Regions from separate parts of the Arachis hypogaea genome. Here region 1 is linked to region 2. Evidence: chromatin contacts called from public Hi-C data. All regions are on one chromosome and are shown on one strand. The core of a region is the stretch at or near the end of the contact, and the rest is flanking DNA. Distances in the headings are between cores, read along the strand shown.

What was found. A called contact is a pair of places that touch in the nucleus more often than the background predicts.
Region 1: a contact with region 2 is called in a Hi-C map of an unstated tissue, with 4 times the contacts expected there. The contact joins the enhancer-like site here to the promoter of LOC112771292 in region 2. A contact is called at or near these places in 2 of 8 Hi-C or Micro-C datasets (leaf and an unstated tissue).

The regions. Positions count from the first base shown.
Region 1 is chr18:112,222,145-112,226,918 of arahy.Tifrunner.gnm2.J5K5, reverse strand. No RefSeq gene overlaps it. Among protein-coding and RNA genes, the nearest start is that of LOC140181420, 25 kb to the right of the region's middle. Within about 2 kb of position 1,753, at least 3 of the 3 cell types and tissues checked have open chromatin away from gene starts, as enhancers often do.
Region 2 is chr18:112,008,695-112,013,360 of arahy.Tifrunner.gnm2.J5K5, reverse strand. LOC112771292 (pentatricopeptide repeat-containing protein At5g40410, mitochondrial) reads right to left here and starts at 1,994. Exons shown (of 4, transcript XM_072226255.1): 1 at 1-1,994. The coding sequence starts at 1,920. The coding sequence ends at 25.

The sequences.
Region 1 (4,774 bases), core at 504-3,003, 210 kb before region 2:
CTTAATTCCTTTACAAAATATATACATATATACCTACTAAGATAAAATACGCCATAAGGCACACTGCATCTGAGAAATTCTTTCTCAAGCATATTGTGTGTCCCAGGCTAATGTATTTCGCAAAATCAATCACTTATTATGAACTCTAATAAATAAAAAGAAAGTACTTTTTGGACATAGGGCTGGAGGTATTTGCCTGTTTTCTTTCATTTTTTTAACTATAATTGCATACCAAGACCATCAGAATTGAATATGGATGTCAAATGGCCGACCGATAAATTAACACTACTTTCATTCATATCCAAATTATCATTAATCAAATTGTTAAATCGCCAATCCACCACAGCATATCGCAAAAAACAAAGGAAAAAGAACACAAATTATCAGAGCACAAGCATAAATCAACCCAAAACAAGTCAGAAACAAATGATCACCCACTCAAAAGAACAAAGCCCAAGCAATTAGATGACAATTCATGCATTTTATTGTTTTTCTGTTGGTTGTAATTCATACCATCTTCTAGAATAAATCAGTTTGATGAGTCGCCAACTCTGTTGCATATGAATCATTTTTTGTAGATTTGGAAGATTTCATGATTAGCTGAGCTGTGCATATTTATAGTGTAAGAACACATGTATATACATTGGACAAACTTATTCAGATAACAAGAAAGAAATATACAATCAATTTTACTTCAGCTTCTTTCCTATTTCTATTCTTCATCCTCTGATTTAATATGGTACCAGAGCTCAACAAAGAGCTCTGTTGACACCCACCATTTCTTATGGCCAAAACTTCAAATCCAAAATAAGCAATCTTCTTGTGAGAACCCCACCTCTATTCTTGTGACTCCAGTTCTAACAGAGAACAACTACCATTCTTAGAGCCATTATTTTTCCATGGCTGTCATATCTAGAACAAAATTAGTTTTTTTACCAGTTCTATTACTCTCCGATCTCCAGATGAAATCCTGTTTTCAATTTGGGAAAGATGCAACAACCTTGTTCTTTCATGACTTTTGCACTCCTTTCTCCCTCGATCACCTAGAGTTTTATCTTCTGCCCTCCGACGTCTGATCGGACTTCCGAGAACGCTTCTCAGAGTCCAATCTCCTCATAATTGCAGAACTTCAAGAAGAAGTCTACGCTCTGAAACAGAAAACTCTTTCCATCACTGAGTTTTACCATCTTTGAAGTCTCTTTGGGAAGAATTGGGAAGAATTGGAGAACTCAAAACCTCTACCTGCTTGCATTTGTCCAGCCAAAACAACAGATCCCAAGATTTATCATCAGATTTCTTAAGGGCCTTGATGAGCTTTTTTGGTGGTTTGCTCTCAAATCCTTTTACTCGATCCTCTTCCTCCAGTCAACAGAGTCTTTGCCCTTGTCATATTCAGCATGAACGACAACTGCAGTTGGCCTCGGGGCTACTCAACGAGCAGCTCACACTCACCGCCGCCGTCGATACTCGCCATGCCTCCATGGGACGCGGTTGAGGCTCTCCTTCCTCTGGTTCGAGTCGTGGCAGCACCTCTTCCCCCAAAGTGTGCACTCATTGTGGCCGAACCGGACACATGGTGGAGGTACGTTATGGAAAGCATGCTACCCACATGGACATCCGCGCTTTCCTGGTCGTCCTCGTCAACTTGGTCGCGGCAGTGGCTTTGTCAACAACGCAATCTCTGCACCACTCTCTCGTGCCCTAGTGAATGAAGAAAGGGCACCACTGAAGGCTTCAACAGAATCGCAATTGGGCCTCACTCCAGCCCAGCATAGCTCCCTCTTAGCTCTCCTTAAACAGGCTAAGACTCAAGACTTAGCTTGCAATGATAACTCTAAAGTTTCCACTTCTTATCAAACTGGGCTTCTTCTTAGCCTAAGTTTGGGGTACACACTTACTTTCTTCTTCATATTCCTTTTCTGTTTTGAATAATGCTTCATCTAATTTCAATTTTAATGGTGCTCGAGTCATTGATTCAGGAGCCACTGATCACATTACTTCTAATTTATCATGGTTTTCATCATATTATCCTATTAAACTTATCATTGTTTACATGCCTAATGATTCACATGTTATTGCTCATTACAAAGGGGTGGTCAAATTTTCTTCTTCATTAATTATTCATGATGTTCTTTAACTACCACATTTTAATTTTAATTTAATTTTTATTTCTAAATTACAAACAAACTTCATTGTGATTATAAATCAACCTAAAACAAGTCAGAAACAAATGATCAGCCCACTCAAAAGAACAAAGCCCAAGCAACCAAATGATAATCCATACATTTTATTGCTTTTCTGATTGTTGTATTTCATACCAGCTTCTAGAATAGATCAGTTTAATGAGTCGCCAATTCTATTAGCATATGATTTTTTTTTGTTGGTAGAATTGGAAGATTTCATGATGATTCGCTGAGCTATCAGCTATGCATATGATAGTGTAGGCGCATATGTATATATATTGTACAAACTTATTCAAATAACAAGCACGAAATATACAATCAATTTTACTTCAGCTTCTTCTTCCTATCTCTATTCTTCATCCTCTGTTTTACAAATCAAAGGAACAACAATAATTGCAATTTGCAACCATTGCATACTGAACTCTAAATTTAAAATTAAAATAAAAAACTGGTTTCACTTAACTAAATTGAAACTGAACTAAAACTGTTTTAAATAAACCAACTTTTTTAAATAAAAAACTGAACTGAAACCATAATTTTTATGAAAACTAGTTTATTAAAAATCAGTTTTTATGGTTCAGTTTAGTTTTAAACCAAATTAAAACTGGTTTTATTTAAATTCTAAAATTAGTTTTTACATATTCTTTCTCTCTCTCCCTTCACTTTCTCTCTCCCCTTCCTCTCTCTCTCCTCTTTCTCCCCTCTCTCCCTTCTCTCTTCTCTTTCTCCCACCTCTCCCTCTTCTCTCTCTCTTTCTCCTTTATTCTCTCTCTCTCTCTCTCTCCCCTCTTTGTCTCCCTCCTTTCTCTCTCTCTCTCTCCATCTCTCTTCCTCTCTCTCCCTTCTCTCTCTCCGTCTCTCTTCCTCTCTCTCCGTCTCTCTCCCCCTTCTCTCTCTCTTTTCCCCTCTCTCTCCGTCTCTCTTTTTCTCTCCTCTTTTTTCCTCTCCTCTCTCTCTCCTCTCCCTCCTCTCTCTCCCCTTCCCATCTCTCTTCGTCTTTCTCTCTCTCTCTCTCTCCCTTCTCTCTCTCCTTTTCCTCTCTCTATCTCTCCCTCTCCTTTCCCGTCTCTCTTCCTCTCTTTCTCTCTCTCCTCCTCTTTCTCCCTCCCCCCTCTCTCTCTCTTCTCCTTTCTCTCTCTCTCTCTCTCTCTCTCTCTCTCTCCTCCCTTCTCTCTTCTTCTTCTCTCTCTCTCTCTCCCCCTCCTTTTCCTCGCTCTCCCATTTTCTTTCTCTCTCTCTCTCCCCCCTCTTTCTTCCTCTCTCTCTCTCTCTCTCTCTCCTTCTTCTCTTTATTCCCCTCCTCTCTCTCTCTCTCTCTCTCTCCCCCTTTTTCCTCTCGCTTTCTCTCCCTCTCTTTCCTTTTTCTCCCCTCTCCCTCACTCCCCCTCCCTTCCTCTCTCTCTCTCTCTCTCTCTCCCTCCTTTCCCTCTCTCTCCCCTTTTGTTTCTCTCTCTCTCCCTCCCTTCTCTCTTTCTCTTTCTCTCTCTCACCTTCTTCCCTTTTCTCTCTTTCTCTCTCCTATTTTTCTCTCTCCCACTTTCCTTCTTTCTCTCTCCTCTTCTCTCTCTTTCTTCGCCCTCCTCTCTCTCTTTCTCCTCTTTCTTCCCTTCCTTTTTCTATTTTCTCTTTCTCTCTCAACCTTCTCTCACTCTATATCTCTCTTCTCTCTCTCCCCTCTTTTTTCCAAAATAAGAGAGAGAAGAAGGAAGAGAGAAAAGAAAAAAATAGGGGAGAAGGAGAGATAGGAAAAAGAGAGAGAGGAGGAGGAGGAGGAGAGAGAGAAAGAGAGAGAAGGGAGGGGAGAAAGAGCGCAAGAGAGAGGGAGGAAGAGAGAGAGGGAGAGAAAGTGAGACAAATAGAGAGAAAGAGAGAGGGAGAGAGAGAGAGAGGGGAGGGGAAGAGGGAAGGAGAGAAAGTGAGAGAGAAAGAGAGAGGGAGAGGGAGAGGGAGAGGGGGAGGGAAAAGGGAGGGAGAGAGAGGGAGAGAGAGATAGAGAGGAAGAGGCATAGGGATATGGGAGAAAAAATGAGAGAAAGGGATAGAGGGAGAAAAGGGAGAGAGAAAGAAAGGGGATGGGGAGAAAGAGGGGCAGGGGAGAGAGAGATAGGAGGAGAAGAGAGAGGAAGATAAGAAGAGAGAGGGGAGAGAGAGGAAGACAAAGAGAGGGAGAGAGAGAGAAAGGGAGAGAAGGAGAGAGAGAAAGGAGGGAGAGCGAGGAAGAGAAGAGGAGAAAGAGAGGAAGAGGGAGAGAGGGGGAGAGAAGGAGAGAGAAAAAGAGAGAGAGAGAGATGGAGAGGAGGGAGAGAGAGAGGGGAAGAAAGAGAATGTAAAATCTATTTTTATATATGTTAAGAGAGAGAGGGAGCGAGAGAGAGATAGAGAGAGAGAGAGAGAGAGAGAGAGAGAGAGAGAGAGGGAGAGAAAGAGAGAGAGGAGGGGGAGAGGAAAGGAGAGAGAGAGAGAGAGAGAAAGAGAGAAAGAAAGAGGGAGAGAAGAGGGGGAGAGAGAGAGAAAGACAAAGAGAGGGGAGTGGAGAAATAGGGGAAGGGGAGAGAGAGAAAAGGAAGAGAGAGAAAGGAGGGGGAGAGAGG
Region 2 (4,666 bases), core at 745-3,244:
AATCACAGCAAATTCCGGAGACCACTACCAGTAATCACCACAAGAACATAATCCATCTGAAAAGTGATGAAATCGCTTTGAATCTCGAATAATGATAACACGCTTCTCAATCTGAGAGACAAATTTCACAGTGGTATGACAATCACGGCAAATTCTAAGGTTCTTTATTATAACTAGTGGCTTATCAGCGTTAGTAACCAAAAGTCCATATGCAAGAGCTATCTTCTCACTGTGCTTGTTGACCATATTTATTTTGACCTCCTCATCAACATCATGGAGAATGGATTCAGTTTCAGACACAAAGCCAACCTCTTGAATTTTTCTTATAAGTTCTTCAAGCTTCTTATGTATTTTGTCTGAATCAGGGTGAGAATAGTCATCCACCATAAACCGGTGGATTTTATTCCCATGCTCGATAAAGCTGCATCCAGGGTTTTTAGTTAGAACATTTCTCTTCATCAAGGTCCTCAGTTTTGACGCTTCACTCCATAGGCCTGAAGCAGAATATATGTTGGAAAGCATAATATAGTTTCTAGGGTCATACGGATCTAAGGCAATCAAATTCTCTGCAGCTTCCTTCCCAAGATCAATGTTACCATAAACACGACAAGCACTGAGAAGGGCACCCCAGACTGCAGAATTTGGTTGTAATGGCATGTGCATAATCAGGTTACGAGCATCACTAAGAAGACCACAGCGCCCAAGAAGATCAACCATACATGAATAGTGATCCAATCGGGGTTGAACCCCATAAACATCAGACATAATTCGGAAATAGTATTTTCCTTCCTTGACAAGCCCTGAATGGCTACAAGCACTTAACAAATGAGTAAAAGTAACATGATCAGGCTTCATACCTGCCATTACAGTCCTTTCAAAGAACTCTATTGCTTCTTTCCCACACCCATGGATGGCATAGCCTGCAATCATTGCAGACCATGCCACTTTATCAGGTTTAGATATCTCAGCATAGACCTTTCTAGAAGCATCCAATCTCCCTAACTTTGAATACAAGTTCAAAAGTGTGGTAACAATTGTCACATTTGAATCAAGACCGCAGGTGAAGATTACACTGTGTAAGGCCTCTATCAACATTCCTAAAGGCAAAAATTCACAGGCTTGAAGCAAACTCACCATTGTGGCCTCATCAGGAAAAAATCCATTCATCCTCATCATATTAAAATAGTTAATAGCTTCAATGGGGATTCCATTTTGGGTGCAGGAAGCAACGACCGAATTCCACGATATCATATTTGGCTCTGACATAGCCTGAAACAACCTGAAAGCACAGTCAACGCAACCAAACTTTCCATACATATTAATAAGAGAATTAGCAACCTTCACCTCAGCCAGCATACCCAACTTCAATGCACAACAATGAAGATACTGACCTTCATCCCTAGCCTGAGCAGAAGCACAAACCGAGATAATAGATAGTAGTGTAAGCTCATTCAATTCCAATCCATACTCAGATTTTATCATGGAAAACAAACTGATGCACCTGCCAAGGTGGCCCATTTTCGAAAACCCAGAAACCAAGGAGTTCCACGACACAAAATCCTTGTTGGCCATTTCGTCGAACAGCTTCTCTGCGTCATGGATCAAGCCCATGTTGAGGTAACTTGATACCAGTTGATCACCGATAAACCCATCTCTGAAATTCAGCGATTTGATTACACGGGCATGGATGACCCTGCAGCAAGAGACAGAGGATGAACATTTCAGAGCATCGAGTAAGAAAGTAACAAGAGGGTCACGATATGAAGAAATGGAACGGCATGGTAAAGAGGCTTGGGAGAGGAAGTAACAGCGGGAAGTAAAGGAATGCAAGTGAGGCAGGAGTGCTAGTTTGAACAATAGAGGCTTTGGTTGATGTGCAGACAGAAACATGCGAGCCACGATTTTCGCGTGGAACCACATTCAATCGTTCATCATTCATTTTACAATTTTTAAGAGTAAACCATTAGGTGTGTTTGTTTTGGCATTTGAGGGTTGAAGAGCACGTTCAAATTTGTTTAATAAATATGGAAAGTAAGAGGGTTTGTAAAAGATATTATTTTAAATAATATTTTTTTTAAAGATCTCTTATAAAAATAAAAGTGATTTTATATTTGAATATCTCATATAACAGAATTTTTTTATATATTAATTATAGGATTTGTTTAGGTGACTAAGAAAAGATTTTTTATAAAAAAGTAAAAGTAATTTTATGTTTGTATAAAATAAGATAAAAATATTTTTTTGTTCATTTATTATGTGAAAAATATTTTTTTTAAAGAAAAAATATCTTTTAAAAAAAGATATAAATTGTAAATTCTCGAAAAAGATTTTTTTTTTTTTTAGTACTTTTACTATTAAAAATTTGTTAAACATACTAAAAAATAAAAAATATCTTTTTTCATTGAAAAAAGAGTTTTTTTTTTTTATTGATTTAATAGCACCCAAACAAGCACTAAGAGCTTGTTTGAGTGAACTTCTAAGAAAATATCCTTTTTTTTAAGTTATCTTTTTTAAAAAGATCTTATGAAAAAGTAAAAGTAATTTTATATTTGGATATCTCATACAAAAAGATCTTTTTATCTATCAATTATATTTGGGTATAACAATATAAAAATACTTTTTTGTTTATTTATTACATGAAAAACATATTTTTTTTAAGAGAAAAAGATTTTTTAAAAAAAGATGTAAATTATAGCTTCTCAAAAAAGATGTTTTTTTTATTTTTCTAGTGATTTTACTTTTACTACTAGAAATTTGCCAAACACGCTAAAAAATAAAAAAAATATTTTTTATTAAAAAAAATATTTTTTATTAAAAAAAATATTTTTTTTATCAAAATAATGGCGCCAAAACAAGTACTAAGTCTTTTTGTAATTAAGTCCAATTAAATTAGTGCAAAGTTTGGCAAAAAAAACAATACATGCATATATCATTATTTTATTTTTTCTGCGCTTTCTGGTATACAAATTTTCGAAGTATCACATACAAAATTTTGCATATAGCACAAATTTATCGACATAGCACATAAATTTTTACATATAGCACACATATTTTTACATATAATACACAAATCTTTGTATATAGCAAAAATTTTTTATATAAATATATTTTGTTAGTTAGGTGAGTTAATATTTTAGGTATGTAATCCTCCAAAAATTCTATGTTACACAAAAAATTTTATGCAATGCAACAAGATTTTTGTGTTGTACACCAAAATTTATGTGTTGTACGTATTTCATTGGTTGGCTATCAAAACATATGGTCTTTAAAAATATTTTGTGCTGTATACTAAAATTTGTGGGCTATGCACCAAATTTATGTTTGTGCATCAAAATTTTTGTACTCTAATTTTTTGAACATTTATACAAGGATCACTTTTGTATATGAATTTTTTACATTTTCTATTCTGAAAAAAAGATTGCTTGCCATGTAATGTAGAGTCAGCTGATGCATGATATAAAAGGTCTTGGATTTTGAAGTTAGGTTGTTAATTGTTTGAATTATATTTGTAGATGGGTGATTTGATAACCATCATGTATCATCATTTAAGCAGCTTTATTACAAAGAATGATGGTAATGTAGTTTACAAAAGGGACAACACGGATGAATTAACGATGAAGATAGATTGAATGTATTTTCACTGAAAAATTACTACATAGAGCTCAGTTATGCTGACAATGTTAAATGTTGGTGGCTTGTTCCTGGTAGACCTTTAAAGAGTGGATTGAGAGCACTTTCACATGATAAGGAATTGTTAGAGATATGCTATCTTGCAAGAATGAACTAAGGAAGAGTCCACTTATATTTTAAGCATGGAGTTTTCTAACCTCATGATGATGAAGTACCTCAGTTAATAGAGCTTACTTTCATTGCTCCTGAAGAAGACAAGGATGCACTAGTCACCACACCTAATCCAATAGGAAGCCCAAATGATGTCTCAGTTACGAAGCCCACTAAAGAATTACCAACCCAGGCCCAATCCAAAGCACTAGACCAGGCTTAAGGAGAACTACTGGCCCAAGCCAAACTCGAATCACTAATCCAGGCCCAACTTAATCCACCAACCAATATCAAGTTATCTAAACCCAAGTCCATCTCAACCAAATCCACCACCACTAACATCAAATCTAATAATTGTAATTCGATGTGTTTTGAAATTGTTTTGTAATTGTTTTGTGGCTGAAGTTTGTGTCAGTGATTATTTATATTTTTTGTAATGTCTTGTATAGAGTTGTATTTTAGAACATTTTAAATAGTCCTTTTTGTTTTGAGTCTGTAATAATGATACTCTAGACATTATTTTTTGTTTATCATGTCTTAAAATATTCATTATCATGATTATAATTGACCTATAAAATCAGATTTAAGATTTATTATTATAATTTATTATATGTTTATCCCTTTTTTAGCAACTGTAATATTAATGTTTTGATTGGATGCAAGAAGTTGGTTAAACTTCCTAGCTGTATAAGCCTTTCTGTTAATGCATCGTACAATCAACATTCAGTTCTATTCTTCATGAAATGATCATTTTATATTTTTCAATTCTTTCTGTTTTTGTATTTGAACAATGTCAACTTTAATTATTTGATGCCTTTTTTCTAATTCTCTCTTGTGTAAGTATTATTATAATTTAGAATCAAGGTTTATTTTGCAATTTAGAGAT